4 separate regions of the Hordeum vulgare genome follow, and all the other regions are linked to region 1. Evidence: chromatin contacts called from public Hi-C and HiChIP or PLAC-seq data. All regions are on one chromosome and are shown on one strand. The core of a region is the stretch at or near the end of the contact, and the rest is flanking DNA. Distances in the headings are between cores, read along the strand shown. Region 1 holds the start of LOC123446533 (serine/arginine repetitive matrix protein 1-like). Region 2 holds the start of LOC123448778 (aquaporin SIP2-1). Region 3 holds the start of LOC123448779 (CBL-interacting protein kinase 31). Region 4 holds the start of LOC123448781 (calmodulin-1).

The links. A called contact is a pair of places that touch in the nucleus more often than the background predicts. HiChIP or PLAC-seq counts read pairs in DNA pulled down with a chosen protein or histone mark.
Region 2: a Hi-C map of leaf shows a contact between it and region 1, with 2.8 times the contacts expected there. The contact joins the promoter of LOC123448778 here to the promoter of LOC123446533 in region 1. A contact is called at or near these places in 2 of 6 Hi-C or Micro-C datasets (leaf and seedling).
Region 3: an H3K4me3 HiChIP or PLAC-seq map of embryo shows a contact between it and region 1, with 3 times the contacts expected there. The contact joins the promoter of LOC123448779 here to the promoter of LOC123446533 in region 1. A contact is called at or near these places in 1 of 6 Hi-C or Micro-C datasets (seedling) and 1 of 1 datasets of contacts at active chromatin or transcription factors (embryo).
Region 4: a Hi-C map of seedling shows a contact between it and region 1, with 2.5 times the contacts expected there. The contact joins the promoter of LOC123448781 here to the promoter of LOC123446533 in region 1. A contact is called at or near these places in 1 of 6 Hi-C or Micro-C datasets (seedling) and 1 of 1 datasets of contacts at active chromatin or transcription factors (embryo).

The regions. Positions count from the first base shown.
Region 1 is chr4H:414,064,191-414,067,585 of MorexV3_pseudomolecules_assembly, forward strand. LOC123446533 (serine/arginine repetitive matrix protein 1-like) reads right to left here and starts at 1,725. Exons shown (of 2, transcript XM_045123108.1): 1 at 663-1,725; 2 at 1-428. The coding sequence starts at 1,533. The coding sequence ends at 40.
Region 2 is chr4H:413,580,391-413,583,785 of MorexV3_pseudomolecules_assembly, forward strand. LOC123448778 (aquaporin SIP2-1) reads left to right here and starts at 1,705. Exons shown (of 3, transcript XM_045125781.1): 1 at 1,705-2,377. The coding sequence starts at 2,060. LOC123448777 (alpha-L-arabinofuranosidase 1-like) reads left to right here. Exons shown (of 18, transcript XM_045125779.1): 12 at 1-37; 13 at 139-210; 14 at 282-385; 15 at 473-529; 16 at 753-951; 17 at 1,025-1,168; 18 at 1,310-1,616. The coding sequence ends at 1,465. TRNAE-CUC (a tRNA gene) reads left to right here and starts at 1,649; the gene lies at 1,649-1,721.
Region 3 is chr4H:413,713,528-413,716,922 of MorexV3_pseudomolecules_assembly, forward strand. LOC123448779 (CBL-interacting protein kinase 31) reads left to right here and starts at 1,731. Exons shown (of 15, transcript XM_045125782.1): 1 at 1,731-1,839; 2 at 2,514-2,755. The coding sequence starts at 2,564.
Region 4 is chr4H:413,771,851-413,775,245 of MorexV3_pseudomolecules_assembly, forward strand. It overlaps LOC123448781 (calmodulin-1), which reads right to left and starts at 1,653. Exons shown (of 2, transcript XM_045125784.1): 1 at 1,453-1,653; 2 at 1-426. The coding sequence starts at 1,528. The coding sequence ends at 53.

The sequences.
Region 1 (3,395 bases), core at 475-2,974:
TACGTACGAATAAAGCCAGAGCAGAGCACGCGAAATCGCTCAGAAACAGAGCCTCTTCCGGCACATGGCACCGCCGCCGTGGTGGTGACCGTGGCCAAACGGCCCCTCGGAGTGCGCAAGCAGCTCCGTCACGACGTCCAAGACGAGTTCCTGCATGATGGCCCGCTCCAGCGCGGCGCCAACGAGGCCGGCCTCCCACCGCTCCTCGCCGGCGCTCTCCCCCCACACCTCCCCTACGCTTTCCACCATCGCTCGGCTCCGCTCTTCGCCCTGGAGCCCCCACCGTCTCCGATGCTGCCAGCCCTTCGCCTCGGCTGCTGACGGCGTCCACCGCGGCATTCCCTCGACAGCCGCCACCGTCGCAGGGTGGTGATGCATGGCCATGGCGTGCAGCTCGTTGCAGTATTGCTTGATCTTGCAGTAGTCCCCTGCATAAACGAGACGAGAAACCACACGTGTTACCGTGAAGCCTGCCGCATATTTTTCCATGACAATTGACAAATTTGATGTGGCACGTAAACCCCTATAAACTTAAACTTCATTAATCTGGTGGAAACTAAGACGGTGCAGATCGGAGTAGTATAAAATGCGTGCATGTATATGTGAGTTATATGGAAAACTGTGTATCAGATCGACAGAGAATCTGAGATACCACCACGTACCGGAGAAAACAAGTGTTCGGGACGGCTTCACGATCTTGGATCGTACTATGAGCGCATCGTTACTGGAACGGGTAATCTCGGGCTTGCTGTCTGCATCGAGATGTGTGCATGGAGACGACCGCTTCCTGCATGGAAATCTCGGTGAGGTGATGGCGTCCAGCACCGAGTCCGGGCTGGGATGCTGTGCCACCGCCCGCGGCGAGCCGTCCATCCACTTGCCCCCTTTGCCTTCCCCTGCTGGAGCCGGCGAGACGTCGGATGCAGCGGCCGACCGCAGCTCGGCAGCCCGGACGGCCGCGATGATCCGCCGCAGTGTCTGGAGGTCGTCATCGCATTTCTCCAGCGCGCCCAGCAGCTTGCGCCGCTTCTCCGCGGCCATCTCTGGTGGCGGGGGAGGAGGAGGGCGGGTCGGCAGCGGTCGTGGCCGCGGGGTCGTGGCGGGGGAAGCCGGCGCGGACTCCTCCAGGCCCATTAGGCGTGCGACGATAGCTGGCGGCGGCGGCCTGGGGCTGTCACAGCTCGCCCGGCGGTACTCCGGAGCGATCGTCGGGCTCCGAGGCGCTTCGCATGAACGCCGCCGTCGGACGGCTGTCGGCGTCTGTGGCTTCTCTGGGGCCTGCGTTGGTGACAGCGACGCTCCCGGCTTCTTCACGGGCGGTGGAGACGGCGACGCTCCCGGCTTCTTCATGGGCGGTGGAGACGGCGGCGGTAGGGAGGCCTCGAGCGTGGCGTTCTTGGCTGTCAGGCGCTTCCGGTGGCGATGGTACGGGGAGAGCAGGCGGAGAAGGCCAGCCATGCACCCCATGCTTCGCCGGGGCGCCGTGGCGGCTGTGGACGAGGCCCGGCGTTGGGCGGACTCCGTCGGCTGCATCGCGTCTTGACTCTTGACTCGTCGGTGTCGGAGGCGAGAGAGGTACAACTAGCTACACTGGCCCCGCGTGCTGTGTTAGCGTGGGTGGCATTATAATTGGCCAAGAGGACGCGCGCAATGACTGCGTCACCCCCGGCGCCCACAGCCTGGGCCCTAATAATAGGAAGGGTATTTTAGGTTATTCATTCCTCAGCTCGAGCTTTTGTTAGCAGAGGGGTGCGGGACAAAAGCTGGAGGAGCGCTGAGAACGCGAGAGGAGTACGTACACGAGCTAAACTGCACTATGCAGTAGTGGAAGCCTAGCTAGCTCAGCCACCTTGCTCGGGAGCAGGCGGGCAGCATGCTGCAGCAAGCAGTGAGTAATTAACCTGACATTAATATAAACGGCAGGCAAGTACGGTGGTGTGTCACAGAGTGGGGTAGAACTAGCCTAAGCCGGGTGGTGTGGTGTGGGGATTAACGAACAATAGTCTGGATGATTATGCATCTCGAGGGAACTTGGCAATGATAATTGCCTGAGCAGGATTTTGGTCGGTGAATTTTGGGGCGTGTGGTGCTCTGCTCTGCTCTGCTGGGCAGAAGCATCACATGGTAAAAAGGGAGAATATCGAGTTTTCCAGCATCATCATGAGACATGCAGCTCTGCAATTGTTTTTCCTCCCGTTGCTTTAGCTTCAAGTTTACACCTCCGGCCTGTAAATATACTAAAGTCTCAAGATACGACTCGGTGCCGGCTGGCCTCTATGGATCAAGACCTAAAGCTTTCCACATGACGGGTGCGTGTACATCAATTTTCCTCTTCTTTCTGCTTGTTGCTGCTACCAGAAACAATGGCTTTGGAAGCGTAAGAAATGTTAAGTTTAACCATTTCCACTCTCCTCTGGGATATGCGTGCGTTCTGCACTAATTCAACCTTATGCTGGTTTACAAATGGATCAACCGTTCTACTTCAATTATGTGTTATTGTTTTAGGGTTTAGTTAAGCGAGAGAAGAGAAGGAAAGAGTATGCGGCGGCATGGTTAGACATGAAAGCATGAAAGAATCGAGAGGAGAAATGCACAGCACATAGTGTGAGAGTGGGTAGAAAGCAAAAGAGGCCATGCATGCAGGAAAGAAAAGAAAAGAAAAGGCTCCAGCTCTATCGATCCGTCCATCGCTACGAGGTGGAGGTCTGAACGGATCCTAAGCTCTTTTGTACCTTGGGAGACACCACCACGTGGCGCCACACTGGCACCCTGTGCACACGCAGTAGCTCTATGCTCGACACACTAGTCTACCGCTGTGCCAGCACTAGTAGTACGAGTGCTACTCACTCATTCCCCTCTGTCCGCCTCGTCTTTCTATCACATGTGCGGGCCGCGGCGCGTCTGAAATCTGAATAACTTGAAGCTGAGATGAGGACCGTGGGGATCTTGATAAAATATATCCAGCCGATCGAAGCTACTACGGTACTAGCGTAGGAGTACTATATCTATATCTATAGAAAGCAAGCAGCAACGGTGCGACCGCGCGCGCGGGAGGAGGACGATTTCACTGTTACGTCTCCTTTTAGCATAGTTTAGTTCAATTTGACTCGTTCTTTATTTTCTTAGATCCGATCATTTTTCTACCGTCGCTCTCTACGATGTTTATCATCATTTCATGTGATGATAGAATTCAGGTCAATACAAACGGCGTCATCTGATCCATTAGCGTGGATAAATGGTTATAGTCACAGGAGTGTTGATAAAATATATATGCCTACCATCTGAGTGGATGCCCTATTGCTACCCGTTGTGACGGTAGGAAAGCACACTCTGCCGTCATTGTTTGTGACGATAGCCACTTATTCATGTTAATGGAGTCAAAAGACGTTGTCTGC
Region 2 (3,395 bases), core at 455-2,954, 480 kb before region 1:
TTCACCAGTCGCACCTGCTGATCTGTATGATGTTCATGTAAAGACTGTTCCTCTGTCTTCACTTAGATAAAGTATATATATTCAGCTTTAATTAAATTAATAATACATTGGCAATGTTCGACATCCGCTCTATGGTAGGTCTATACCTCATCTGGTGATATGTTTTCCAAATCTAGCATGTTTGACAGCACACGCCGAGGTGGACCAAAGGTACGAGCTGCGCTTCTATTAACGTCAATTCTCATACTTACAACTAACCAGTACCCTGTGTAAACTTTTAGGCAATTGTTAGTGAATATGCTGTGACTGGAAATGATGCTGGCCGAGGAACATTAGTAGCTGCTCTAGCTGAAGCTGCATTTCTTATTGGATTAGAAAGAAACAGGTTCTTGTATTCTGCTTCTGGTTTGGTATCATGGTGATCAGAGCAGCCATTGTGAGCTTGCATGTTTTTCCTACTTTTTGTATGCAGCGACGCTGTTGAAATGGCAAGTTGTGCTCCACTCTTCGTAAATGACAATGATCGCAGGTAAATGATTCAACGCTTTGTATCAGTAAATCAGTCACAGAGTAATTCTGAAAACATGCTACAGTTTGTCTACTTGAAGTTAAGCTGAAATTTAGATAATCCTTTGACTTGAATTACTGTAGAGAGATGGAAGGATCTCTGGAGAGAGAAATACACTTGCACGTCATTACGATTTTTCTACTGATGCCTGTGGTATCCATGAAAATACGTTTGTGCTTAATAGGTGGAGTCCAGATGCCATAGTCTTCAACTCGTGGCAGCACTATGGATGTCCAAACTACTGGATGTTACACTTCTTCAAGGACTCAAGTGGTGCAGCACTTCATCCATCTACCATTCAAGTATCGAACTATAACCAACTGGTCGCATCGGCTATCACTTGGCAGAATTCTAAAGATGGAAATGCTTACCTAAAAATAAAGGTGCATTTATTCCATTGTCCTAGAATTAAACAGGTCCGATGAACATTTAAATAACCAAATCCGTTTATGTCAGGTTCTAAATTTCGGCAACAAAGCTGTAGATCTTAGTATCTCTATAACCGGGCTGGAGAACGGGATTCAGACATTTGGCTCCATAAAGACGGTACTTACATCTGGTTCTCTATGGGATGAGAATTCCTTCCAGCAACCAGACAAGGTATGCTACATTGACTTGTTTTCTTTCGGGTAACCGCAAAGTGAATTGGGCGTGAGAATTGTTCCGTATTGGATTAGTAGCTGTAGTGGTGCTTGTAAACTTGCAATGTTTTGTCTTGAACTTTTGTATGGAATGCAATAGGTGGTGCCGGTGGAAAGCCCGATAACCAATGCGAGGGAGGAGATGAGTCTTGTACTGGATCCGTACGCCCTCACCTCGTTTGATCTCCTCTTGGACCAGAGCAGTAGCACGATGATGCATCCAGTCCCAGAGTCAAGCTTGCATTCAAGTGTGTGAATACAGAAAGGAATGCGATAGACGAGAGAACCGCCTCTCAGTGCAAATCATGAACTTGGAATAAACATAAACTTAATGTGGGCGTGTGTCGATGTACATTTTACATACATACATATATATGCGTCAAAAGGCAAGCGCTTATCTATGATTATAGGCCTTGGTCTAACTCTCATGGACAGATTCTCCGTCGTAGTCTAGGTGGTTAGGATACTCGGCTCTCACCCGAGAGACCCGGGTTCAAGTCCCGGCGACGGAATTTTTTTGGGGCTCGAAAAAAAAGGATTTCGTATAGTATATATTTTTGCAAGGAACTGCGCCCTTGAAACGACAGTATTGACAAACATGTGGAAAATATTGTCCGATGTTCCCGTGGTGAACAATCATTGACGCGCACCTCCTTCCTTGGCAGTCGTGCTGGTGGCCATCCTATCCTAATAAGGGAATCTATTCTTAACCCGCTCCCAAATTTAAAATTCCAAATTTCTCGCTCGCCTCCTTCCTACTAATCCCGGCAGGAGGAGAGGAGAATCCCGTGGCCTCAAAGCACCGGCAGGCAGACACCGCCTCCGCCCCGCTCCCCCCCAACGCCCGCCCATGGCTCCGGCTCCGGCGTCGAGCGGCCGAATCCGGCCCTGGCTGGTGGTTGGCGACCTGGTCCTGGCGGTGCTGTGGGTGTGCGCGGGCGCGCTGGTGAAGCTGGCCGTGTACAACGTGCTCGGACTTGGGGGCCGCCCGGAGGGAGAAGCCGCCAAGGTCTCGCTCTCTGTCGTCTACATGTTCCTCTTCGCCTGGCTCGAATCCGCCACCGGCGGCGCCTCCTACAACCCGCTCACCGCCATCTCCGGTGCCCTGGCCTCCCGCGGCGGCCCCGCCCTCTACCTCTTCACCGTCTTCGTACGGGTCCCTGCGCAGGTGATTAGTCGCTCTGCCTCATCCTTCCATCTCCACTTTTGAGTTCCCGGAACACATGTGCCTAGTATTTATTGTTTTCAACAGAGGAGCCAACACGATTTGACCGGTACCTATTTGCGGGCCATATCATCTTATAATATACCACTATCTCATAACCGATCCATGAGGCATTGTCGTTGCTACTCCCTCCGTTTCAAAATATAAGGTTTCACAAGAAGAGCAAAATGAGTGAATCTATACTTTAAAGTATGTCTATGTACATCTGAATGTAGTTCATAATGCAATCTTTAAAAGGTCTTATATTTAGGAACGGATGGAGTACTATGTACTGGGAACAACACACATTTGTTCAATATATTACAAATATATTGGCCTCTATAAAAAAAAATCAGCACACCTTTGTCTTTGTTACAACGGGCAGGTATAGCAAGTTGTGCCAGAATGCCAAAATCTGAATATGACACCAGTATTTGGCCACATTATGGATGCCTTAAGCCATTACTATATTTTTCGATTTAATGTTATATGGGGCACACGTGGATACATATAATGTTAAAGAACAGAAAGGCTTTGCAGATAATTGTGTGGGCAAAATGTTAATACATGTCTAAGAAGTCTACTCTTAATGAAGGGACGAAATACAAACTGTGTGGGCATGTGGCATAATGCAGTACTATGAAACAGTGGTCAATTTTGTCACTTCAGATGTGATATAGATTGATAGCGAAACATAACAGCTATGTTGGCATTGGCATGTAGATGATTTCTAGACATTGGACAAGAGACATCGTATAAGATGTGTTAGGAAACTTTCTGTTTTTCTTCAAATGAAATTGGATGGGAGGGGAGAGATGAACTATCAGACCTATTTAATTCTTTCTTTTTTGCGGCGGGAAAGCATTTCATTTCATTTAATCATCAATGGGATTACAATCATTTGAAATGATAATGCTAATCTCCTAGGGAGAGTTTCCTAACCAACAAGTCGTACTCTGTTGACTACGACCCATAGCTGCCA
Region 3 (3,395 bases), core at 481-2,980, 350 kb before region 1:
CGATGCTAGTAGGGATCTAAAAAAGAACCAAAAAACAGAGATAAATCCCTAATGTGAAGAAACCGGAACCCTAAACCTAACCCTAGCTCTACAAATTACCCGATGCATCATGCCGTCGGAGGAAGAGCTGATGTCCAGGCTCGATAGGTCGTTGCTACTATCATCCTCATAAACCATGGCGTGGCGGAGGTGGTGGCGGCCGACGAGGTTCGGCGACGAGAGGGGCAGAGTGCGAGGAGAGAAGAAGAGGGAAGGAGGCGACTGGCTTGGTCGACCAGGTTGGAGCGAGACACAAAGACTGACCGAACCGGTTCGTGTCGACACTTACATGCGGGCCCGGTACGTCAGATACATGTGTCAGATCGTATTACAACAATTAGGCTATGAGATGGTATTGACACGCATAAAAAAATGACTATTGGTATCGATTCGTTACATGATGTCCAAGTGTGGTAGTGTCCTGCAATTATCTCCAGCTTACGGTATGTACCGGCCGGGTTTCTATACCAAGGCAATTTAATTTACTTGCGCTTAATTTATTCGTGTGTGAGATCTCCCGCCAAATATGTTGCGCGCGTCAGATGGCCGGGGTTTCCCTGTCATGTGGACGTGTCACGCCTCGCCTGCTCATAAGATCACATTTCCACATCGAAGCAGGCAGGATATTAACTGCCATCGACATTAGCCAGAGGTCGCGAAACTTCAATCGGTGGTTGTGCCGTCGCTCCTTTTGTTTGCCCCCCTCGTGTTTCCAGCGGCCGCAACCAAAAACAGTAAGGTGGGGGGGTGCCAGCATCTTAATTCGAAATTAGTAGTACGTGGCCATGTACAGTATCAGGCCGTGAAGAAAGTTGTCATGCCAAACACAGCTCGTGTCTTGTAATTTATCTCTGCACGTAACACATACCGGTGACCAGAAAGCCCACGGAGAATGGTAGAATATTGTTCCCACGCCAAACAGGTGGGTTTTGTTTTCTCAAACAGCAGGCCCAAACTGGTGCGGATATACTCCCCTCGTGTAAAAGTATTATATTCCCTACAACGGCATATACTACGTGCAAAGTTGTATATGCATAGTTAAAGATTATCACGATAGCAAAAATGACCAGTGACCAAGATTATCGTTCAAATCAGCTGGCCATTCCAGTTGGTCCGCTATTAAAACCTCTTAAGAAAATTATATTTAAAAACGGAAGAAGTATTACAGTTAATTTTGTATACGGGGGCGAATTCGCAAGGCTTGAAGATTCATATAGCATGTAGCAGTACTAGAGAGTAGAGAAGAGAGTTGCGCTGCATAGCTCTGATAAGAGCACAACCTTATCCACGTACCCTGGTCTGATTCTGGTCTCTGGTGCACACAACGTTCTTCATGGAGTATGTTGAAAATACCACTAGTGCTAGCAGGATCTTTTTTCTTTTTCGAGTAGAATCGAAAAGCAGCAGTAGAACGAAGGGGACGAAAAGGATAGGCCATGCACATGCAGTGCAGTGCAGGTGCAGGTGCAGCCCTTGGGAACTGAAAGAGGTGGCAAGGCAGCGTCGGCAATCAAACTTACGTACGCCAGCAGCGGCTGCTCTGCTCGCATCCATCCCGATCCCATGTCCTTTTCTCGTGGTGGTGCTCCTCCTGCCCAGGCCCAGCTAGCTATGCGAGTACGTACGTGTCAGTGTCACCCCCCCACCTCCTCCCTCCCTCCCTCCCTCCTTATTTATCCCTCTTCCTCCTCTGCATCCACAGCAACAGCATCCTCTTCCTCCTCAGACCAACCCTCGCTAGCTCCTAGCTGCATCTGCTGCCAAGCTCCACCTGCTGTCTGCTACCTCGTCGGGTTGAAGGTAAGGCCCCTGAATCTGTTCCCTACCGTGCCGGTGTGAGAATTTTGCATTTTCTTGTGCTACTCGGGGACCTACATACAGCTCTGATCTGGAATTTCCGGCTCATTATCACCACTCATTTCTCTTTCTGCTCTTCATTTGAGCAGCACACACACTTTTTTAAGCTAGGATTATCTACCTTGCTCCAGAAAGTACATGTCTGTAAACTGCTTTCTGGAAAACTCCATCTTAGGTGACTGTGTCGGGTAGGATCATTCATAGGTTACCAACTGGAGATTCTTCCTGTACTGTGTGACCTCCATGTACTTTTCATGATTTTTTCGCCTTTCGGCCGCAGGCACATGTCCCTGGTTTAGCTTGGGATGATGCATCTTATTCTCATGGTCTTCGCCACCTTTTTTTTTTGTAGATACTCCGTATGTCTTTGCCACCTTTTATATTAGTAAAGTCAAAGTGGGTTGAGTGTTTTGGACTAGTCTGGTCATTTTATATTGATGAAGATGATCAGGTGTTGTTTAGTGTTCCTGGATCCTGAGATCTTTAGGATCTACGCTACTTCTACTGTTTTTCCTTTTATCCCTTTTGGGAAAAGATGGTAAAGGCTGCCTCATGATAAAATATGGCACAAGCCAAATTCATAGTGTCCAAAGCCTGATTTGATTGCGCAACTGCAGGTCGTCCAAGAGCATTTTGAAGGTTGACAGTAACCTTCGGTTGTGGGAAGATGTATCGGGCCAAGAGAGCCGCATTGTCACCAAAGGTGAAGCGCCGTGTCGGCAAGTATGAGCTCGGCCGCACCATCGGGGAAGGGACATTTGCAAAGGTCAGGTTCGCAAAGAACACTGAAACTATGGAGCCTGTTGCTATCAAAATCCTCGACAAGGAGAAGGTTCAGAAGCTCAGATTGGTTGAACAGGTCATTATCACACAGTTTCCTCATATTCCTGTTATCTGAACATATCATATACTCCCTCCGTTTCTAAATATAAGTCTTTTAAGACATTTCACTAGGGGTCTACATACGAAGCAAAATGAATGAATCTATACTTTAAAACATGTCTATATACATTCGTACATAGTCCGTTAGTGAAATCTCTAGAAAGACTTATATTTAGGAACGGAGGGAGTAATAGATCAGACCAGACCATAAGATGCACGTGGTAACAATTTAAAGTTCAGTCAACCATATCATCTTTCATGAATACCACTACTCCCTCCGTTCACTTTTGTAAGACGTTTTAGACATTTAAGACAACACCTAAAACAATTCAATTTCATCTGTCTTAAACGTCTTACAAAAGTGAACAGAGGGAGTAGTATTTTTTTTTACCACAGCCAGCAAAAGGATTATGTTTCTTACCTTTTTGCTGAGATGCACAGTTGCAATCTTTCTTCATTATTACTCCCTCCGTCCCAAAATAAGTGTCTTAAGCTTAGTACAATTTTATACTAGAGCTAGTATAAAGTTGAGACATTTATTTTAGGACAAAGGGAGTATAATCTGTACACCTTTATATCAAGGAGCTAACTGGAGAAACCATTTCTAGCTTCCCTGG
Region 4 (3,395 bases), core at 403-2,902, 290 kb before region 1:
TCCTCCTCCCCGGTAAATAATAATACCACCGTCCACCGGCACATCGGCGGGATTACTTGGCCATCATCACCTTAACGAACTCCTCGTAGTTGATCTGCCCGTCGCCGTCGACATCGGCCTCGCGGATCATCTCGTCCACCTCCTCGTCCGTTAGCTTCTCGCCGAGGTTGGTCATGACGTGGCGGAGCTCCGCGGCCGAGATGAAGCCGTTCTGGTCCTTATCGAACACCCGGAAAGCCTCCTTGAGCTCTTCCTCCGAGTCGGTGTCCTTCATCTTGCGAGCCATCAGGTTGAGGAATTCCGGGAAGTCGATAGTGCCGTTGCCGTCTGCATCCACCTCGTTGATCATGTCCTGGAGCTCTGCCTCCGTTGGGTTCTGCCCCAGCGAACGCATGACTGTTCCCAGCTCCTTAGTTGTGATGCAACCTGTCCAGCACACAACGGCAATTTCAGGTACGTTTCTGACTGAGTCGGTAATCACATCTTCATATCCAGAGTGAGCATCATAACCAAACAAAAAAGTTAATCAGACATGCACGCATGAAGCAACCACCATGTACAATGGATCAAACTCGCAACGTCTCTGTACTATTACAGAGATCAATTACTGTGGTACATACAGAGATCAAACCACGCTGTTACAACAACTGGTTCAAGTCTTACTCCATATGCATCAAAGGCCAAAACTAAAGTCTGAGCAGGTCCAAAATCAATTAGTACCACTTGATCAGCCCCATCCAACACCAAAGGATTCTCCCTGGTGCTAAAATTGTACTACTACGTACTAGTATCATATAGCTGGATCTGGGTTTCAACCCCCTAAGAATTTCCAACAGATCTGCAGATACGATCCATAATGAAAGCAGCATACAAAGGGGATGGTACTAGCAGACCCGTTGCCCCTGCCATGGCCAAGTTCAACCTATAGCATCTGACATTGGACATTGGACGGCCCTGACTACTCCACATCCGGGTAGGATCTAGCGCTTCGCCACATCTGGATCCGAGACGAGGTCAAATCTGACGTGACCCAATCACATCGATTTGATGACATAATTTCCACAGCAGTTACTACGCGAGATAGTGACCCGCAGCCGTGCACTAGACGGCAGTACAGAGTACGGCAGGGCGGTGGCATGCCGCGCCGCGATTTGCCTTTGCTTTCGACGCAGTATGTGCGATCCTTAATCTGGCATTCCGGCTACTGGACGCCTGGGCATAAATTTTCAGTCTCTAGCCATCTAATGTAACACATAAGATGTCCCTAACTCCCAATTCTATGCTAGATCAAAGAGAGAGAGTAGACATCGATGATGAAATGGTGTTCTTGTTTCTTCGTTAACGGGAAGCGAAGAGAATCCAGACTGAGACGGATCACAGCATAAGTAGGAGAAAACACACCATGTTTCTATGAGGGGGACAAGAAAACAAGGAGTTACAGAAATTACTTACCGTCGCCGTCCTTGTCGAATAGGCTGAAGGCTTCCTTGAACTCGGCGATCTGGTCGTCGGTGAGTTGGTCCGCCATGATGCAACCTTCTCAGGCTCTTCCTTCTCGGCTTCTCGCGGCGAGCACTGGAGGTGGAGGAGAGAGGGGGGTGGGGGGTCTCTTGTTTGACCGTACGGGCGGGGGAGAGGAGGAAGGAGGGGGGGCCGGGAGCGATTTGTGGCCTCGCGTCGGGGAATTTTGCCGGGCTTTATGCGCGCCCGCACCCCGTCCGGTCCGTTCCGCCGTCCACGCCCCCGTTAACGTCGCGGGGCGAATTACTCCAACTGCCCTCCTTGCCTTATATATTCAAACAAAGCCATTTTTACATTTTTTTTTGCGGAAGAAAGCCATTTTTACATGTAATGCTAGTAGAATGTTCATGCGTTGTTACGGATCTTTTAATATATTTCTTTGATAGCATATTGAAAGATAATGCATTTCGAATTTTACATGTATAGAAAATATTTCAAGCAACAGTCGATAAGTGTACTTGATGCAATGTATTTCCGTTTTCCCACTTCACCTGCATCTCCATTATTTCTTTTTAGTTGCAATGTATTAAAAATTTAATTTGACAACATATGCATGAAGAACATAAAATCATATACTCCCATCGTTTTTAAATATATATTTTTATATTTCAATACATACTATATACAGAACAAAATAAGTAAATCAACATTCTGAAATATGTCTAGATACATATGTATGCATGTAGTTTGTATAGAAATCTTTATAAAAAATTATATTTAAAAATGAAGGAAGTACATAATAACCCAACATATTTTTGTAATGGATAAACTATTATTATCTTGAATGTAAAAATGATAAAATAATTGCAGGCATGTTGAATATGAAAATAAAATAGATAAATATACTTGTGCGTGCTCGTTGGAATATCAGCCAGTAGAGAATATAAGTTGTGAAATGCTATTTCAAGTGCATTATTGGAGTTTCTTGAAAATCTCAGTAATTTCAGTATCTCATAGCTTTATTCTTTATCGAATGCGATGTAGAGGATGAGTCCAAAATATATACTCCATCCATTCTTAAATATAAGGCTTTTTAAAGATTCCAGTATGAATCACATAAGGATGCATATAGACATATTTAAAATACTCATTTTGTTTCATATATAGTTTGTAATAGATCTTTAAAAAGACTTGTATTTAAAAACGAATGGAGTATATGGTATGCATGTTTTTTACGGTGGACAAGAAAAACTGGTCAATGAATGTATACGAACGCAAAATCTGCATACATTGGCTAGCCGCTAGATGCAAGCGCGTGACCACCTTGAGCTGAGTGGGTCGCATCATATTTTTCTTTGAGTGGAGTGAGTCGCATCCCGCTTTGTAGCAACGTAGGACATTCTCTAGATCACTTGTTTGGCTATTCTCTTTAAAAGATTTTTTGCTATTTCTAGAATATTTGACACTTCTCTCATTGCATAATAGTCACACCTCTCGGTTCACAAGGGAAAAGGGAAAATAAGCTATTCCTCTTTATTCCGAATAAATAAATTGCCTTCCTCAAAAAGGAAAAGCTATTCCTCACCTCTCACCACACAGACGCAACACACATCCCTTATCCCCACTGCACAAGGCACAAATTCAACAACTCAGATGACGTAGTCGTCGCTTGTCCCGCCATAGGGTCGTCTGCTCCCTCCTCTCCCAGCCTCGCTTCCTCTGCCTACCACGGCGTAGAGCACCACCCCCTCTCCTATTCTGGTTTATATGTACCCTTGATCAACGATAGTTGCTGGCCCAAAGATATTGCCTACAGGCAGTGGCTCGTGGACCACTCCCCCGACCGAGGGAAGAAACAACGACGTTGTAGGTAACATGCATACACACCGTATGTGGGCGCCCGTAACAATGTCATCTAACATGAGCGATGACCT